Regions from separate parts of the Pan troglodytes genome. Here regions 1 and 2 are each linked to region 3. Evidence: chromatin contacts called from public Hi-C and HiChIP or PLAC-seq data. All regions are on one chromosome and are shown on one strand. Each heading gives the region's core, a stretch centred on a gene start, on an enhancer-like site or on the middle of the called end of the contact. The rest is flanking DNA. Distances are from core to core; before and after follow the strand shown.

What was found. Hi-C and Micro-C count contacts between places; a contact is called where the count stands out from the background. HiChIP or PLAC-seq counts read pairs in DNA pulled down with a chosen protein or histone mark.
Region 1: a contact with region 3 is called in an H3K4me3 HiChIP or PLAC-seq map of stem cell-derived excitatory neurons, with 5 times the contacts expected there. The contact joins the promoter of CREBBP here to the promoter of SRL in region 3. A contact is called at or near these places in 1 of 7 Hi-C or Micro-C datasets (stem cell-derived neural progenitor cells) and 1 of 1 datasets of contacts at active chromatin or transcription factors (stem cell-derived excitatory neurons).
Region 2: a Hi-C map of stem cell-derived neural progenitor cells shows a contact between it and region 3, with 5 times the contacts expected there. The contact joins the enhancer-like site here to the promoter of SRL in region 3. A contact is called at or near these places in 1 of 7 Hi-C or Micro-C datasets (stem cell-derived neural progenitor cells) and 1 of 1 datasets of contacts at active chromatin or transcription factors (stem cell-derived excitatory neurons).

The regions. Positions count from the first base shown.
Region 1 is chr18:6,527,169-6,530,043 of NHGRI_mPanTro3-v2.0_pri, reverse strand. CREBBP (CREB binding protein) reads left to right here and starts at 1,280. Exons shown (of 31, transcript XM_523285.8): 1 at 1,280-1,598. The coding sequence starts at 1,514.
Region 2 is chr18:6,586,409-6,589,300 of NHGRI_mPanTro3-v2.0_pri, reverse strand. No RefSeq gene overlaps it. Among named protein-coding and RNA genes, the nearest start is that of CREBBP, 59 kb to the right of the region's middle. Within about 2 kb of position 1,265, at least 9 of the 24 cell types and tissues checked have an H3K27ac peak or open chromatin away from gene starts, as enhancers often do. A contact at or near this core is called in stem cell-derived neural progenitor cells, where this site is marked.
Region 3 is chr18:6,899,760-6,902,609 of NHGRI_mPanTro3-v2.0_pri, reverse strand. It overlaps SRL (sarcalumenin), which reads left to right and starts at 1,365. Exons shown (of 8, transcript XM_063797662.1): 1 at 1,365-2,850.

The sequences.
Region 1 (2,875 bases), core at 31-2,530, 370 kb after region 3:
CAGGCGTGAGGCCCCCTCACTCCCTAGTGTCACGAGGTAGGGCGGGACCCGAATCCCGGCCCTGCCACTTCCTGCCTCGACCACTTTGGAGCAGTTGCTCGCCCCCCGCCTCAGTTTCCCCATCCGCCCACCTCGTCGGCAGGACCCAAGGGCGGTCTGTAACCTGCAGAGGCCATTCCACTTCCCTGGCCGGCGGCGAAGGCTAGTGGCGCGGCCTGGGCTGGGGTCGCCCCGACCGTTCCCGACCGACGCCACCTAGGAGGGTCTGGGGAAGGGACGCAAGGAGCTGGGAACACGCAGCGCCGCCCCAGCGGGACGGGCGGGCCCGGGCTGGCGTCGAATCCGCGCCCGAGAGCCCAGCCCGCGGCCAGGCCGCCGCTCCCGGAGCCCGCTGGGGCCTGGAGCCCCGGCCCTCTACGCCTGGTCGCCATCAGAACAAAAGCTGTGGCTCAGCCCGGAGCCCAGGCGCCCCGCAGGCCTGGCCCGCGCCCGGCCGCCCGCTTCCCTACGCTTGGCGGCCGCGCCTTCAGCCCTTCGGCCCGAGCACGCTCGGCTCTTTCCGCCACGGCCGGCGCAGGTGGAGGGGGCGGGGCGGGGGCCGTGCGTGGTGACGCCGCGGGGGGGTGACGCACCGGCGTGCCCCGCCCCCACCCCCTCCCCGTTCAGGCTCTGGAAAGAGAAGAAAAAAAACTTTCTTTTTTTTTTAATTGAGGAATCAACAGCCGCCATCTTGTCGCGGACCCGACCGGGGCTTCGAGCGCGATCTACTCGGCCCCGCCGGTCCCGGGCCCCACAACCGCCCGCGCACCCCGCTCCGCCCGGCCGGCCCGCTCCGCCCGGCCCTCGGCGCCCGCCCCGGCGGCCCCGCTCGCCTCTCTGCTCGGCCTCCCGGAGCCCGGCGGCGGCGGCGGCGGCAGCGGCGGCAGCGGCGGCGGCGGCGGAACGGGGGTGGGGGGGCCGCGGCGGCGGCGGCGACCCCGCTCGGCGCATTGTTTTTCCTCACGGCGGCGGCGGCGGCGGCGGCGGGCCGCGGGCGGGGAGCGGAGCCCGGAGCCCCCTCGTCGTCGGGCCGCGAGCGAATTCATTAAGTGGGGCGCGGGGGGGGAGCGAGGCGGCGGCGGCGGCACCATGTTCTCGGGGACTGCCTGAGCCGCCCGGCCGGGCGCCGTCGCTGCCAGCCGGGCCCGGGGGGGCGGCCGGGCCGCCGGGGCGCCCCCACCGCGGAGTGTCGCGCTCGGGAGGCGGGCAGGGGATGAGGGGGCCGCGGCCGGCGGCGGCGGCGGCGGCGGCCGGGGGCGGGCGGTGAGCGCTGCGGGGCGCTGTTGCTGTGGCTGAGATTTGGCCGCCGCCTCCCCCACCCGGCCTGCGCCCTCCCTCTCCCTCGGCGCCCGCCCGCCCGCTCGCGGCCCGCGCTCGCTCCTCTCCCTCGCAGCCGGTAGGGCCCCCGACCCCCGTCCGGGCCCTCGCCGGCCCGGCCGCCCGCGCCCGGGGCTGTTTTCGCGAGCAGGTGAAAATGGCTGAGAACTTGCTGGACGGACCGCCCAACCCCAAAAGAGCCAAACTCAGCTCGCCCGGTTTCTCGGCGAATGACAGCACAGGTGAGGAGGGGGTCCGGGGCGGCGGGGACCCGGGGCGCGCTGTCACCCCCACCTGAAAGAGAGCGTCCGGGGGTCGTGGTCGCGGATACCGATCGAGCCGGGAGCTCGGAGCAGGCCCCGCAGCCCGTTCCCCTCGCCCCGCGCGGGAGGGTGGAAGTTCGTCGCAGGACTTGTCACTGGGCCCGAGTTGGTCAGCACACGCCCGGTGCACTCGGCCTCCCCGCACCCGATCAGCCCTCCTCGCGGGGACCCTAGTGGCACTCCAGGAGGGAAGAAGTAAAGTGCAGCGTGTGGGTTTTTTTGGTAATGCCCTACGCATCCATCCGCGGCCGTGTCCACACGCGTGGCCGTCCAGAGGAATGACAGCGGAGGGTACCTTTGATGCTTAGAGAAAGCAAGATCGCGGCCAAAGGTAGGGCAGTGTGTTTTCTGGATTGGCGACACATTGACCAGGCTGCAGTCAGAGGACACTCACAGCAGCCGCCAGCTTGCGAGTTAGAACCGAAGTTTCTTGGAATGAGTGAGTTCCTTGGAAAGATGCTTAGTGCTTATTTTCAAAACTCCTTGTTTTGTGTGTGTGTGTGTGTGTGTGTGTGCGTGTGTGTTTTTAGTCAACTAGTCATTCCATTTTTCAAAACCCAAACTTCGTTAGCAAGATGTCATGAAAGTTGCTGTGGTGTGTTTCATTTCCATGTATAACTTCAAAAGAAAGTTAAACAGCAGATTTAAGTTCATTTGGGCTGCAATCTACATTTGAGTTTGTGTTGCTTTCACAGTGTAGATGTACAAAGAATTATGTTAAGGAATGTAGGAATTCCAATTTTTCAAAAAAATGTAGCAGGATACTGAATAAATCATCTTTTTGTTTGTTTGTTTCCTTTCATTAGACGGCTTCCCTGGAAACTTTCTTAAGTTATCATAGCTGCTTAAGAGAAGTATTTAGTTTTCTATTAATTCAGTAATTCTGGGTCCCACTGCGCTGGTTCATAGTAACATGAACTAGTTGTATTTCCTCTTTTAGAGCTCTCTCCTTTGCCGCAAAAACTTGTGTGCCGCTGCGAACAATTCCATCTCCAGCGCAGCTTGCATTTCTCCAGTAGTCTTGCAGTGGTAGCATCTGAAAATCAGTTTCTAATGAATGAGTCCAAATTGAATTACGTCGCTGCCTTCAGATTTGCACTAGACACAGCTGTTCAACTTGTGGAAATAGTTCTGTGACCGACCACTAGCATATTAAAAAAACTGCTATTGCTGTTGAAACAAAACTTGAATTTTGT
Region 2 (2,892 bases), core at 16-2,515, 310 kb after region 3:
CCGGCTAATTTTTGTATTTTATGTAGAGACAGGGTTTCGCCACCTTACCCAGGCTGGTCTCAAACTCCTGAGCTCAAGCAGTCCACCCACTTCTGCCTCCCAAAGTGCTGGGATTACAGGTGTGAGCCACTGCACCTGACCCTATTAACTTTTTTCTTCTTCTAGAAGGAGTCTCGTTCTGTTGCCCAGGCTGGAGCGCTGTGGCGCGATCTCAGCTCACCGCAACCTCCGTCTCCTGAGTTCAAGCAATTAATTCTCCCTGCCTCAGCCTCCCAAGTAGCTGGGATTACAGGCGTCCACCACGATGCCCGGCTAATTTTTGTATTTTTTAGTGGAGATGGGGTTTCACCATGTTGGCCAGGCTGGTCTCAAACTCCTGACCTCAGGTGATCTGCCCGCCTCGGCCTCCCAAAGTGCTGGGATTACAGGCGGGAGCCACTGTGCCTGGACAGCCTTTTCTATTAATTTTTTTTAAACTTTTTAAACTTTTTCATTAAAAACTAAGACACACATACACATTAGCCTAGGCCTACCCAGGGTCACGATCATGAATGTCACTGTCTTCCACCTCCACATCTCGTCCCACTGGAAGGTCTTCAGAGGCAATGTGTATGCAGACTGTCATCTCCTGTGATAATAATGCTTCCTTCTAGAATACCTCCTGAAAGGCCTGCCCGAGGCTGTTTTACGGGTAACTGTAAAAAAATATGAGTGCACTCTAAGGAACAATAAGGGCCAGGCACCATGGCTCAGGCCTGTAATCCCAGCACTCTGGGAGGCCAAGGTCAGAGGATCGCTTGAGCTCAAGAGTTCAAGGCCAGCCTGGGCAACTTCGTCAAACCTTGTCTCTACTAAAAATTTTTTAAAAATAGCCAGGAGTGGTGGCGCACACCTGTAGTCTCAGCTACTCAGGAGGCTGAGGCAGAAGGATTGTTTGAGCTCCAGAGGCCAAGCCTACAGCGAGCTATGGTCACACCACTGTACTCCAGCCTAGGCAACAGAGCGAGACCCTGTCTCTATAAAAACAAAACAAAATGAAATGAAAAAAGTATAGTGTAGTAAATACCTAAGCCAGTAACACAGTTGTTTATTATCATTACCGAGTATTATGTACGGTGCATAATTACATGTGCTAGACTTTTATATGACTGGCAGCACGGTAGGTTGGTTTACACCAGCATCACCACAAACTCGTGAGGAATGCGTTCCCCTATGAAGTCTCTAGGCCATAAGAATGTTAAGAATTTTTCAGCTCCGTGAAAATCTTATGGGACCACGGTCCTATATGCAGGCTGTTGACCCAAACCTCTATGGGGCGCACGACTGTCCATCCCTCCCAGGGACCGGGCGAAGTGCTGGGCCTTGAGAAGGCATTGCATGGCACCGCCCAAGGATCCTGTAACTGCGCCACGCAGGGGTCGATGATCTGCCTGCGCCAGAGCAGGGAGACCCCGGCGGGCCCCAGGTCTCCCCAGGGTGAGCCTGGCGCGCTCTCGGGCGCCACCTAGCGCCAACCAGAGCCGGAGCGCTCAGACTTGCGACCCCAAACGAGGCCCCGCGGCTTCAGAAGTCCCAAGCTCCGGGACTGAGCGAGCGTGGCCTGGGCATCCTGGGATTCAGAGCCAGCCTCTGGCCGCCCTCGGGACAGGCGTCCACAGCCAGCGTCCCCCACGCGGCGTCCTGCCTGGGGTCCAGGCGCTCCCCCTGTTGGGTTTCTGGAGGCACCGTGCCAGAGGTGGGACGGGCGCTGGCTCAGGAACAGGGATGGGGTCCTAGTTCCTCAGTCCTCCCGGCACCCCTTTCTTCATGCAGGCGGAAGTGGCTCCAGTGCCACTCAGGGGCTCTTCCAGCTCGGCAAGCCCGGGGCCAGTTGCATAGACCGCCTTCAGCCCCTGACCCATCCTTGGAAACCGCCCGGACTCCTGCAGTTTCTTAACTGTGCAGGTCACAGCGGAGTCACTGTGGAACTTAAAAAAAAAAAAAAAAAAAGACAAGTATCTGGGCCCCACTTTAGACCAGTCGAATTGGGAGTAGGGGCGCTGGACGTCAGTATCGTTCCCGTTCACCAGGCGTTCCCGTTCACCAGGCGATCCCAATGCACTGCTAAGCATTGAGAACGCCGCCTTACGCTTAGCGCGCGTCCCCTGTGCACGCCTATGCACTCCTTTCCTGCAAAATCTCACCTTGCCCTAGAAAGCATCCGCTTGGGGTCTAGCTCTGGCGTGTCTGACGGTACCTCTCTCACCCTGGATGGTGGAGGCGGTGAGGGAGGTGGAGAGGGGCTTCTTTTAACCAGAGGCCTGAGAAGCAGCACCCTCTTTGCTCCAACTCCTCGTTAGCGCAAAGCCAGGACTAGAATCTGGATCTTTGAATTTCCTGTCCAGTGGATGTTGCCAGATTTAGCAAATAAAAATACAGGGTGTACATGTAACTATGAGGGTGAGATCAACAATGAGTAATTTTTGTAGTATAAGTATATCCCAAATAGTGCATGAGTTGGGATATACTTAGACTAAAAAAAATAATTTGACATTTGAAATTCAAATTTAGGCCGGGCGCAGTGGCCCACGCCTGTAATCCCAGCACTTTGGGAGGCCAAGGCGGGAGGATCACCTGAGGTCAGGAGTTCGAGACCAGCCTGGCCAACATGGTGAAACCCCCATCTCTACTAAAAATACAAAAATTAACCGGTCATGGTGGCATGTGCTTGTGATCCCAGCTACTTGGGAGGTTGAGGCAGGAGAATCGCTTGAACCTGGGAGGTAGAGGTTGCTGTGAGCCAAGATCATACCACTGCACTCCAGCCTGGATGACAGAGTGAGAGTCCACCTCAAAAAAATAATAATTAATTAATTAAACAGGGTACACTGTATTTTTTCAGGCAAAATTACA
Region 3 (2,850 bases), core at 116-2,615:
GAGGTGGGCGGATCACTTGAGGTCAGGAGTTTGAGACCAGCCTGGCCAACATGGTGGAACCCCGTCTCTACTAAAAATACAAAAATTAGCCTGGCATGGTGGCGAATGCCAGTAACTGTGGTCCCAGCTACTGGTGGGGCTGAGGCAGGAGAATCACTTGCACCCGGGAGGTGGAGGTTGCAGTGAGCTGAGATTGTGCCACTGCACTCCAGCCTGGGTGACAGGGCGACGCTCCATCTTAAAAAAAAAAAAAAAAAAAAAAAAAATTTAAAAAATGAAAGTAGTTACATTTAGTAGAAGTCACACTTTCTGATATTTGGTTTTGCGTGTTTCCTACACGCAAATGCGTAGTTTCCTACCCACCACTATGATCACGATATGATTAAAAAAAAATAAAACATGCCGGGTGCGGTGGCTCACGCCTGTAATTCCAGCACTTTGGGAGGTCAAGGTGGGCGGATCACCTGAGGTCGGGAGTTCGACAGCAGCCTGACCAACATGGAGAAACCTTGTCTCTACTAAAAATACAAAATTAACTGGGCGTGGTGGCGCATGCCTGTAATCCCAGCTACTCGGGAGGCTAAGGCACGAGAATCGCTTGAACCCAGGAGGCGGAGGTTGCGGTGAGCCGAGATCGCGCCATTGCACTCCAGCCTGGGCAACAAGAGCGAAACTGTCTCAAAAATAAATAAATAGATAAATAATAAAACCAAAGCAAAATAAAAAAATATGAATTAGTTCCTTCATTTCCAATGCTCCCCATGCCTCTTGGTGGTCAACCCAGCCCCTAGGAGCCACTGATCTATGTTGCTATAGTCTTACCTGTGACATGTCATATAAATGGGATAACTCAGCCTTTTGAGCCTGGCTTCTTTGCACTGCAGCCAATTTTCTCTTGCTGAGATTATCCAGCTAAAGTTACATAGGAGCTGGCCCGGCACAGCGACCCCTTTCGGCCAGGTGCGAAACGGCAGGCCCGACGGTCCCCACGCAGCTCCTAAGAGGATCAACAGAGGGCGCAGTGCGCCCGGAACGCCCAGCCCCTGCGAAAGCGGAGGCTCCTCTCTCGGTCCCTGCGGGACAGCTCAGTTCTCATAGGCCAGAGGCGTGGCTTGGGGGCGGGCCAGGGGAATCCCACCTCCCCTTGCATGCTCAAGCGCGCCGGGCGATGGTAGGCGGTCTCACCCGCAGGCGGTGGAAGTCAGGGGCGCGGCTGCGGCCCCGCCCCTTCCCGGACTCGCCCCGCCCGTCCCCTCGCCGCGCATGTTCCCAGACGCCTCAGGCCATGGCGCGCGCGCTCCCGCCAGCACGCACGTCTGGCCCCGCCCCCGCGCCTGGCGCGCGCGCGCGCTCTCACGCACGATCTGCTCCCGGACTCCTTCAGCGCGCTGCCCGCCTGCCCAGGGCCTTACCGGAGAGCAGGTGACGGCGGCCTCCGGGCACTGAGCTCGCGCTGACGAAAGGTTCTGGAAGCCGCCGTAAAAACTAATCAAGAAACGGGTGACAGGACTTTTCGTAAAACATTTAATTTTTACCCAAAGTATCCGAAACATTGCCGTGTCAATCTGAGTGCGATGGGAGACTGCCGGCCCCAAGGAGCTGCTCGTCCTTCTGCCGAGTCCCGGGCCAGACCCGCGGAGGAGACCGCCGCGCCGGAGGAGACCGCCGCGCCGGAGCTCGGACCTGACGTTTTTGTGAAGCACAGGGGGCGTGGGAGGGACCGGATCAATGCGGCACTCAACAAAACCTGTTTTTAAAAGAGTCGTGCTGTGTCGCCCAGGATGGAGTGCAGTGACGCGATCTCGGCTCACTGCAGCCTCCATCTTCCGGGCTCAAGCAAGCCTCCCGCCTCAGCCTCCTGAGTAGCTGGGATTACAGGCACACACCTCCAGCTCGGCTGTTTTAATTTTTTTTTTTTTAGACGTAATTTAGCTCATGTTGACCAGGCTGGAGTGCAGTGGCGCGATCTCGGCTCACCGCAACCCCCGCCTCCCGGGTTCAAGCGATTCTTCCGCCTCAGCCTCCTGAGTAGCTGGGATTGCAGGCATGCGCCACCACGCCCGGCTAATTTTGTACTTATAGTAGAGACGGGGTTTCTCCATGTTGGTCAGGCTGGTCTCGAACTCGCGACCTCAGGTGCTCCGCCCGCCTTGGCCTCCCAAAGTGCTGGGATTACAGGCGTGAGCCACCTCTGCAGGGCCAAAAGCCTTTTATTGGAGTACTGGGTAACACATTCAGAAGAGGGTGCATAGCTTAGGCGCTCCGTGAATTTTCACAAACTGAACATACACCCAGGTAGCCAACACCCCCAGCAAGCCCCAGAATCCCCTCATGCTTGCTTTCTGCCACTATCAAGCAGTTTGCTTTCTTTCAGATTTTTAAGTTTTGAAATAATTATCGAAATGTACAGGGAGAAGTCTGGGTTGGTGGTTCTAACCTGTAGTCTCAGCTACTAGAGAGGCTGAAGGGGGAAGATGGCTTTAGCCCTGGATTTCTAGACTAGCCTGGACAACATAGCAAGACCTCATCTCTATTTGTTTTTGAGACAGAGCCTCGGTTTGTCACCCATGCTGGAGTGCAGTGGACCTCTGCCTCCCGGGTTCAAGTGATTCTTCTGTCTCAGCCTCCCGAGTTATTTGGGATTACAGGTGTGCGCCACCACGCCCAGCTAATTTTTTTGTATTTTTAGTAGAGACGGGTTTCACCATGTTGGCCAGTCTAGTCTTAAACTTCTGACTTCAGGTGATCTGCCCGTCTCGGCCTCCCAAAGTGCTGGGATTACAGACGTCACCCACTGCTCTTGGCCTATCTTTTTTTTTTTTTTTTTTTTTTAAAGAGATGTATAGGGAG